Regions from separate parts of the Capsicum annuum genome. Here region 2 is linked to region 1. Evidence: chromatin contacts called from public Hi-C data. All regions are on one chromosome and are shown on one strand. The core of a region is the stretch at or near the end of the contact, and the rest is flanking DNA. Distances in the headings are between cores, read along the strand shown. Region 1 holds the start of LOC107854832. Region 2 has its middle 130 kb from the start of LOC107854832.

Region 1 (5,705 bases), core at 1,354-3,853:
TTTAGTCTTTTATGTTTAATATGTTTTCAATAACTTTATACTCTGTGTTTTATTTTAGTGTTCATGACATCATGCATGTTTTATTTGTTACAGTAAGATTTAGCTTAAAAATAAATATGTAGCATTCAGATTTTGTAATATATATATATATATGCAGTATTCAGATTTAACTCTGTTCATTTACTTTCAAATACTTCAAAATACTTTCATATTTCAAATACGTATAAGTGATCATATTTGAAAAACATCTCAGTTATCAAATATATATACCCTAAAACATAATATTTTTCAAATAAAAAGCATATGTATTTTTCTATCAAATTTAGTAATACTGTTATTTATAACACATTATAGCAAATGGTCGATAAAGGTCTTAAAACACACAAATGAGTTCATTATTATGAAAAGTGCAAAATAAATTATAAAGAAATAATATGAAAGTACAAATGTATAATTTACGATATTTCCTACACGAATGCCTATTATGACCCCTAGACCCACAACCACTGCATGAGTTGATGTTCTTCTTTCCAAACATATCCCTGCCCTATTTTAAAACCTTCAGCAGATGTATTTAACACTTGATGCAAATTATTTTGGACGTTTTTTCTTTCAACAACACATATAGATGAACTTTCAAAGGTGCTCATAACATCTTTCTTCAAAATGCTTACATATAACGAAAGACAATTCATGTCTTGTATCTTTTTCTTTTGCATAATAAACACCTTTAAACTCATATCATTATGTATTTGTATTTGCCCAGCATTTTCAGTGATTTGATATTCAATTTGAATATGTTTGCTACTCAAATCCACATTAATGTGAGATGCTAAAAGATTGTGTAGTTCATTGTATTATGGTGTCGTGCTCATCAACATTGCATCAGTAATGTACTCTTCATAATTTTTTTCATACGTCCACCTTCCGGAGTGCTTCAAAAGAACTAGGATGCTCCCCATTGCTAACATATTTCAACTAAACTACACAAAAAATATACTTATAAGACATCAATAGTTACAATGTGCAATTACAAAATAAAAATACAAACAAACTTCTACAGTTATAAACATAAACAACATATACTTATATAGCCAAGGACTCCGGCAGAAAATACAATTGCAACAAATTTGTTAAACATAAATTACAAACACAATCAAAATTTCCAGCAGAAAATACAATAACAAATTATTTGTTCAACATTAAACACAGACAAAGCCACAACTTTCATAATCGAACACAACCGAAATAAACATAATCGAAATTATCAGAAATACAGAAATAGTCTTAAATTATTTGAGCAGCATAAAAAACTGATTTCGATCACTATTTTATTTTATCTGTTCAATTTACTGTTGCATTGCTTTTAACTCAAAATTCGATTACAAAATTTTCAAAAACAAATTAACGACGATAACAAAAACTTGAACGGAGCATCAGTAATGGTTGACAAAAAAATTTCAAACCGAAAAACAAGAATGATTAAGTACCTTCAACAACAGTAATGGTTGAATTTGCAATCGATTGTTGAATTCGAACAAATTGAACTGAAGAAGCTACAATTGAATTTGATTCAACAACATTAATGATTCGCTTTGTAACTTATGTTGAATTCGAAGAAATTTCAGTCAAATTTGATTCAAAAATAATAATAATTGAATTCGAACAATTTTGAACAAAAAAAGGTTCAATTATTTTTATTTTGCTTTTTTTTTTTGGATGAACTTGTTAATGAAAAAATTGAAATTTGAATTTTACTTAATGTTGTTAACATATATTGGAAATCACGTGGTTTAAGAGGTTTTAATGGAAAAGAAATCTACATATTTAATTCATGGGTAATTATACCATATTTACCTCAACTATTTTCAGTTAAATAAGGGCAGTAAAATGATTTGTATATGTTTTTTTATAGCAACAGTTTCTTAAAATACAAAATACAAGTTGCTATCTTAAGTAATTATTAAAGTGTTGCTAGGAAACTAATAATTATGGTTTTAAATATGCTATTTGTGAATTTTTCCCTAATAAAAAATTCAACTTACAAATCATATCATTATATAACTACGATGCCTCTGAGTTAGCTAGTAAAACATGTAGCTTTCTTGTCATAATCGGAAGTCCAAAATAGAGAGTAAAACAACTTGTTTTAGTTTCATCTTTAAGGAATGATGTTTTGGTTTGATCAATTTTAAGGAGCGACAGAATATTAAATGGAGCTTTAAGTTTAATAATAAGTACTTTAAAGTATATAACTAATGATAAAAATTAACTATAATAGTTCGTAACTAGTTAACGGTTTCCAATAAGAAAATTGAGCAATCCACTCTCACACTGATAAACCGTTAACTATAAAATTTTAATTTATTTTTCAGGCTTTAATAATATAAGATAATTCCAACCGGATAGTGCTAAATGACCACAAAAATTTGGCCCAAATTTGACAATAATAATAAAAAAACTATATTACCCTTTTCTTTCAAATAGATAAAATTATTTAATTTTTAAAGAAAAAGGATAAAAATATTCAAAAATTAACTAGTTCATAGTATAAACATAACTTTTTTATTATGACCAAAAAGACTTTTCCATTTCAATAAATCAATTTTGTCATTATTTAATGAATTGCAGTTCATTTTGAACAGCACTATAAGAAAGTACTTTATTAGCAAAACTTATTTGACGCTTTTGGTGACTTTATTTCATCCAAATATCCGAAACGCAACATAAACATGTGCTGCTTGGTAAATTTAATCAGGAAGTAGGGGCTTAGATTTAACAATATTGGGCTTGTGACTTGTGGCGAGTGCTGGCTGCTCTAGTCTTTGAAGCTATGGTCCGCCTGCCTGCCTGACTGCTTCTCCTAGTCTTTTCGTCTGCTTTCCTCCCTCTGTTCGATTGCTCCAGATTCCGAAACTTGTTTTTACATGTTCTGGTAAGCGTTTCTTGCGTTATGTGTGTATTTTGATATATGGGTCTACATCTATTTCTTTTGGATTTTCATTTTTCAAAGGGTTTACTCTAATATCTAGGATATTGAGCTTAAACTCAAAATCAAGAAAATATCAGATTATTCCATTGATTTATGTAGACAAACACCATATTTTTGTACAACTGGATTGGTATTACGATGTGCCTCATTGCGTAATATTTTATTGTGGTTCTTGTTCTACTGTAAAAGGGTGCTCTTGAGCAAATTGGCCTCTCTTTTATTATTAAATACTGCCTATGGACTTCTTGTTCTTTGTTTATTGGGGTGGATGAGGTCTCTTTTGGATGTAGGAACTAGTGTTGAAGAAAAATGCATCTGCTGTTTAGACATTAGATAGATGATATTGCACAACAATACAAAAACATGATTGGTATTTTTTTAGGATGAAGTCCTCCAAGTTCCAATGTTTGAATGAGTCTCAGATATAACGTTTATTTAATCTATATTTAATAGTTTGCTCATTTGATCAAATTTGAGTACTGAAAACTTTTAGTATGATAATGTTCTACATCAGTGTCCTATTGCTGTTCTTTGGCTTTTAGAATTCTATTAGTCAACATGACCCAAACCAAGCATTGCTTAGGTTGCTTAGCTGCAGTACTGTGCAATGTTTGTGGTTGCTCTTTAATCAATTTAGAACAACAACAACGACATACCCAGTATATTCCCACCAAGTGGGGTCTGGGGAGGGTAAGTGTACGCAGTCTATACCACTACCTCAAATGTGAGATAGAGAGGCTGAAGTAATATTAGGAATAATAAAAGAACAAGATCCAAGATAGGGTATAGTACTAGTAGGAACAAGAAAAGAACAAGATACAATAGAACTTAGCATATCCACAATACCATAAGCAAGATACTCCAAGAAACTCACCAAAAGATACAATATCCTAAACTCAGACTAACCTTCTACCCTAATCCGCCTCCTCCACAACTTTCTATCTAGGCTCATATCCTCGGTAAGCTAGAGCTGCTTCATATCATGTCTAATCACCTCCCCCAATATTTCTTCGGTCTACCTCTATCTCGCTTGAAACCATCCCTAGACAACCTCTCACACCTCCGCACTTGGGCATCCGTACTCTTTCTCATCACATGACCGAACCATCTCAACCTCGCTTCCCTCATCTTGGCTTCCACCGAAGCCATTCTCACCTTATCTCGGATCAATTTAGAACACATTCATAAAAGTGTCCTTCCAAATAAGGTACCAAAGGAAAATCTCAGAAAATAACAATTTTGCATTATCTTTGATACTCTTAATACACATATACTCGAGTTACTAAAAGCGGTGACCACCATCAATTGATTAAATGATCTCATTGAAGTATTGCTTCTTGTCTTCAAATTAAAGGCCAACTATATGGATTTTAAACGTAAAATGCGGATTTCTGATAAAATGTTAAATTGGTGAAGTGGGTCAAAAAGTGAAACCATATGCAGTTCCTGTCCTTTCACACTGTCCACCAGATGCAGTGTGAGATTAGATTCCACTAGATCTTCTGTGTCTTGTTTTCTCCTCTTCTAATCCAACAACTGAGTAAATCTGCAGTGTGTTCTTGCATAGTCCATTCCACACTTGACATGTTGAGAAACATGGGTCAAATTTGGGATGTGAAGGGGCAGTGTAAGAACAGGTGATTGTTAGTCTCTGCTGTCTTTCCACGTAAAGCTCACCAAGGGATTATGATCCTTCCCTTTCTTCCTCAGAACTTCATGTATCTGACAAGCTTTCCTAACAACCAGCCAAGTAAAAGACTTGGCTTTTGTTGGTGCTGAGTTCTTCCAGACCCTTTTCCACAACTTCTGATTGTTGTTACCTTGTACATTGATCTCCTTCCTATAGGCCCTGCCAACTGAGAATATCTCATCCCTGTTGTGAGCCCACTTTACTGCATAAGGGGTATTATTGGCGCCTGCAAAACCCCCCACTTCCTCCAATAATTTGGCTACTCTCTCTATTTCCCAGTCGTTAAGCAACCTTCTGAAAGAAAGGTCCCATCCTTGCTCTGTCCAATAGTCATTGATCTTTGCATCAGGGTTCGTACATAAACTGAATAAGTCTGGAAACAAGTCCATCAAAGGGCTCTGTTTAAGACGGACGTCCCACTAAAACCTAGTTCTCCTACCTTCTTCCACCTTAATGTACAAATCTGTTTCAAGCTTAGGCCACAGGTTTCTGATTGTTCTCGACACCCCCACACCATACACATCAATACTAGCATTGCTGCATCAAAAACCACCCTCCCCATATTTGCATTTAATCAAATCTTTCCACAAAGATTGCCTCTCCTCACTGTATCTCCACAACCATTTCATCAACGGGCTGTTATTTTGCTTCCTTAGGTCTCTGATGTCCATCCCCTCTCTTTTTGCTATGTAGAACTGTCTCCCACTTCACCAGATTATATCGTCTGATCTCCTTGCATCCATGCCATAGAAAATCTCTCCTAAGCTTGTCCAGTTTCTTTACCACTTTGGTCGGTAAAGGAAAAAGAGACATAACATAGGTAGGGAGAGAATCTAAGACAGAGTTGATGAGGATATTGTCTTCCACCAAGAGAAATGTATTGTGCCCATTAGTAATGAGGCACAACCTTTGCACCTACACTAGACCACTACTTAAGGGAAGCAAAGCGCACAACATGGCTTTAATTGAGGTTTAGAGCTTAAACACATCTTAAATGAACCTTTAACAATACTAGTTGTTAGT
Region 2 (5,705 bases), core at 1,961-4,460, 130 kb after region 1:
TGAAGATATAATCAAGGCAAGAAGGATCATCCCCAGAGCTAAACTTGGAGAAGTATCTCACAAGATCCCTAACTATAAGAAATTCGAATTTGGATTTGGAATAGAATCAGGAAAAGATCTCATTACATCCCAAATTACAAGAAATACAATCGATAATCATGGATTAAAATGGAAAGCATATCTCTCAATGAACCATCAAAAGTAGGAAGATCACACCCTCTACATGGACATATCTGACATGGACATGTATGAGTGTGATTCTATGTCCGAGAAAGAAAAGTTATATCATACATATGGACATATCTGATATGGATGTACCATATGATGTGAATCCTCAACCAAGGGATTAATTCAAATCCTTGATTGGGAAGAAATCCCTAGGGTTTTCCTAATAAAGCAAAGAAGCCAGATTAGTTGAAGGCTATAAAGAGGATGATTGAAGACCAAACACAGCACGTAACTTCACAGGAAACTCTTAGTGTGTCTCAATAATTAGTCTTCATAAAGCTTTGTAATTTTCAATTTATAATAGTTATAAAAAGAGAAGGATCGAGTCAACTTAGTTATACCAATTGAGGCTGTGTCACAAGATCTGAATAACAAAATAAGATTCAAAAATTTACTATCCCATCTATAGTCTGATTATCTCTTTTTGAAAGATCTAAAGGAAGCCTTTATAACCCAAGGGGACTGAAGTAGGCACCATACCGGTTATCCAAACAAGGATAAATCTTTGTCTTTTTCTTACTTCTTTACTTATGTTTTTTAATACTATTTTGTTTTATCCGATATACTAACGTATAGGTAAGTTGACTGTCAAGGATAATCAGTTGACTCAGAAAGAGTTTTCAATTCACCCCCTCATAAATTTCTATTTCTCATCATTAAGTAACCCTAACACAATATTCGACTGAGCCTCGTCCTCATCTATACTATTGGACTACACAAGAATATTATAGATATAAATGATTACAAAGGAATCCAAATATTGTTTGAACACTCCATTCATCGATCCCTTAAAAGTAGTTGGGACATTAGTCAAACCAAAAGACAACACCAAGAACTCATATGACCATAGCAAGTCTAGAAATTAGTCTTAGGTATGTCTTCAACCTGTATCTTAAGTTGGTTTTATGTAGACCTCAAGTCAGTCTTGGAGAAAAATAAACTACTATGGAACTGATCAACCAAATTATCTCTCCTAGGTAATGGGTACTTGTAATAAATAATAACCTTGTTCAACTATGGCAATGTATGCACATACGTAGACTACCATCCTTCTTCTTAACAAAAAAAGAGAGCATCCCACAAAGAATAGCTCAGGCGAATTAGCCCCTTACCTAACCATTTTTGCAACTGAGCCTTTAACTCCCTTAGCTCAGCCGATGCCATTCAATATGGAGGGATAGAGATGGGGTAAGTTCCTAGCTTTTGATCAATGAAAAAATTAATGTCAAGATAAAGTGGCATACCAAGCAGATACCACCACGGCTGATGAAATAAGAGGGACCTAACACTAGTATTACAAAAATGAGCTAAAAAAGCCCAACACCCCTTCCCAACTAACTTCTTGGCTCAAATAAAAGAGATAAGTCTCAAAGGATCATGTTTATAATCACCCTCCTACTTAAATTTATCCATCCCTAGCGTATCCATGGGCACGACAGTCTCTAATACGATGTTAAAATCTATGATGTCTTGAATTGCTAAATTAACCTAAGTCTGATATCCAGGAACAATACAAAACAAATTCAATAAACTTGATCAACAACTACCAAACCCCAATTGGTTTAAAGACATATATAGGAGTATCAAGCATTTCACATGACATATCTAGACTCAAGTCAATTTAACAAAACCATATGAGAATGTGTAACCCAAATGAATAAAAATAGTAGTCATATGGTCATAAACAAGCATAGTAATTGTGATAACTTTGTATGAATCCTCAACCTCAAGCCTGCCTAGAAAATCATAAAAGTAGGCCTTACCACCATTTGATTGCCACCCCTACCAAACTATGCACTATTTCGATCTATATGACCGCCACCTTGGTTGGCTTGGTTTCCATCTTTAATCGCCAGATGACTACTATGTCTACCTTTTTGACGACCCTTATCGCCATCTTCACCTTTCCTACCCGTTGAAACAAAGGCTTGGGAAGTCTACTATTAGATTAACTCACTAGATTTTCTTAATTAGGATAATTTCTCTTAATATGAGAAACCCCATAGCAGTCACATCATATCCGATCTTGGGTGAGTCAGTAAGCTAACAATGATGAAAGAATATAACCACCAAAGCCTGAAGATAGTTGGTTATCCCCTTACGGAACCTAAGTAGACACCAACATTATGGACCAAATAGGGAGGGTATGTTAGACCTAAAAATATTGGCCCTGAGAATGAGAATCACTATATTTTCTAGCTTTCGAGCCTTTTTTGCCTAACTTGGTGTAACCACCCGCTTTACAGCTTCCACCCTTATTTACAAAATCCACTATATTCAAGGTCTTACCTAAAGATATCATTTAAAGTACAAAAACTATAAGACATGTATTTGAATCTTTAACAATCTCATCCTCTCATCCTCAGTAGTCAAAAACTATAAAGAATATCCAGACAATGTATGAAATTTTACCTCATAGGTCATAGCTGAGATACTTTTCTATTCTAGTCTATTGAACTTGTCTTTCTTCCTCTTCCTCAGAGCACATGACACATATTTCTCCAAAAAGATAGAATAAAATTAAGTCCAAGTCAATGGAGTCAAACCTACAACTTTACACTCAATGAATGCGCTTTACCATATTTTGGTATGCCTCTAAAACTAAAAAGTAACAAACTCTACTCCATACCTCTCTATGCTCCCAACTTGTGAAGCTTTTCATGACAATCGATAATAAATTTGTAAGTATATTCCAACTCAGTTACCTAAAAAATAAGAGGCTTCATCTTAAGGAACTTATAAACACTACCAAAAATTGGGTTTATGACAACAGACTTTTTAGCGACGGTTGCAAATGTATTGCTATAGACTATCTATGACAACGCTTTCAACCATTGTAAAAAAATTATTGTACTATTAAAATTTAGTGTTATGACCATCACTACTGAACATGAACTATTGCAATAGGTATATGCATAGCAATGCTATTGAAATCCGTTGTCAAAAAAGCACCTATGTCGACACTTAAAAAAAATAATCCGTTGCACCAGATATCTACATTATTTATCTATTCACCCCCCCGCCGCAACCATAATATTTTATTCAAGTCGCCATAATATTTTCTATTTTATTAAAACATTATTTTTGTTTCTCAATAGAAACCCTCAGAACAAAATCTAATCGAACCAAAAGCAACAATCAGTTCTTGAACATAGTTAGAAACAAACCGAAAGCGAACAACAAGAGATTATTATGACGATGACGAATAGCAAACAATCTTGGCCCTAGTTAGAACAACAATCAATTCTACAAGCTATAAGGTAACGAATTAGAGTCACATAGCAAGAGATTAAGGTAATGGCGAACAACAATGGATCCATTTGGAGCTCTCAATCTTCCTTCCACAGCAATCTCGACAATAGATTAAGGTAACGATTTTCTTACTCATAGTAAAATTTTGATACATTTTGAGCTCTCAGTTTGTTAGTGAAAATTCGAAAAACAATCAATTTTGTTGATTTTTATGATTTATCTCTCAATCTCTAAGTGTTGTTTGCTATTTCATAGATAACCCACTTGCTGTTTTGGGGTGTTCTTCAATTTGGGAATTTTAAGGTTAGTGTATTCTTCTCGATTTTGACCTAATTTTTGTATCTTAATTTCAATTTGGGTAGTCTCTCTTTTTTATTATAGCCGTACTATGACAGGCTTGTGGTTGTGAAGTCTAAGGTTGACCGGATTACTTCTTCTGGCATGAACAAAGTCTCCCAATCCTCCCCTTCAAAAGTTGATCAAGATGGGAAAATATTGATTCACTGAAGAAGAACTGCTTTTGGTTTGATGGTAACAATAAGTTTAACTTTTGCTTTTCATTTGGTTTCATGCCCTGCTATGTATTGTGGAAGAAGTTTGTATTGATATGGTAAAGGTTGATCATTATATATGTGTTGTTGGTTGATTTAAATGTGAAATAAATTTGAAGAACAAATGCATCAACCCAATATAGTCCCACAATAGGAATTTAAGGAGAGTGGGGTGTATGCAGACGGACCTTACCTTTGTGCAGTAGATGAATTGTTCCCTTAAATTTAGACATTAGCAATAGCTGCCTTTCGGTCAAATTATACTTAACAAGGTATAAACCTTAAAAAATATGATATATTGACCTGAAATATAAATAAAGTTGATTTTATGCTTTTAGGTTTAGATTTAAGGTTGAGCTTACTCATGAATCATGGCTGAATACACACTAATTTGTCAATAAACTTGATTTGATTTGCAACCTTTTTTCACTCTTTTAATGCTTGCCATCTGCCACACTAATGCAAATTTCAAGAGAAACTCTTCACCTTGCATATGGTTAGTAGCAATGTTGCTCGGACACTTCAAAAATGTTAGTTGGTGCGTGTCAAATTCTCCAAAGATAATGTATTTTTGGAGAGTCCGGCATGGATGCAACATAGAAAGTGAAGAGTCCGCACAACTTATGCTTCATAGTCTATAAAAGTAATTGTACTTCCCACATTATGATTTAACTTTCAATTTTTTACCTTGGAATATACTAAAGCACTTATAATGTGAGTCCTTGCTTTCCGAGTATCCCTGTTAAGATCCTGCAAGAATCATTCCCAATTCTGGAGTAACCAGAGATTATGTACCTTTCAAATGCATCTTATGTGGAAGTTTCTATTTAATGTTTCTTATATATAAGTTTAGATAACCATAAGCATTTAGGTTACATATTATCGCATTGTGTCTTAGGTTACGTATTCATCCCATTCTGTTACTTGAATGTGGCAAGTATAAGTACTTCAAAATCCAGTATCTTTTCCTTAAAAAATGTTTATGTAGTATATGGTGAATTCTTAGTGCTTGATTTAGTGATTTGACCATATAGTTGGACATATAATTGGTATATGTATGTATAGATTTGCTAAGTTGCAATTCTCACTATCACTGTCTGAAGATTCTTGTAACGATCTTCAATGGAATTCAGTTCTCTTTGTTGCACTGTTATTCTACTATTTTAGTTTCCAACAATGAAGTTGCAATTTAGCATGAACTAGAAGTGCCATTTTATTCAGTTAATCTTTTTCAGGTTCTTGGCAGACAAATGATAACAAGAGCCAAAATGGTCTAAAGTAACATATGCTTATGAAAACTGGAAATCAACTGGACCTTCTGAAAAACATCTAGTCTGAAAAACAAATCTAAAAATCCTTCGTAATGCCTTATCGTGGTTTTGTGTGATCTTATCATCATATTTCAATTCGTATCATTCTTTGTGAGTACCAGATTCTAAGTATTTAAGGACTAACAACATAAGCTAAGGAATTTGGTGCAAGTTTCAAGGCAAGAGATGTAAGCTTCATGAGTTCTTTATATTTTTAACAATATTGAGTTGTAATAGCAAGTTCTGGAGGACCTAATCTGAGTTTTTAGTCACCAGTCAGGCATAGCCAAATAAAACTTAAGCGTTCCTTCAATGTCTTGAGGAACTTCTTATTTCCCCTGAAACGGTCTTCTTTAATGCTGGT

What was found. Hi-C and Micro-C count contacts between places; a contact is called where the count stands out from the background.
Region 2: a contact with region 1 is called in a Hi-C map of placenta, with 2.2 times the contacts expected there. The contact joins the enhancer-like site here to the promoter of LOC107854832 in region 1. A contact is called at or near these places in 2 of 5 Hi-C or Micro-C datasets (leaf and placenta).

Annotation. Positions count from the first base shown.
Region 1 is chr1:100,617,770-100,623,474 of UCD10Xv1.1, forward strand. LOC107854832 reads left to right here and starts at 2,604. Exons shown (of 11, transcript XM_016699822.2): 1 at 2,604-2,935.
Region 2 is chr1:100,745,236-100,750,940 of UCD10Xv1.1, forward strand. It overlaps the pseudogene LOC107854829. Among protein-coding and RNA genes, the nearest start is that of LOC107854832, 130 kb to the left of the region's middle. Within about 2 kb of position 3,211, at least 5 of the 5 cell types and tissues checked have an H3K27ac peak or open chromatin away from gene starts, as enhancers often do. A contact at or near this core is called in leaf, where this site is marked.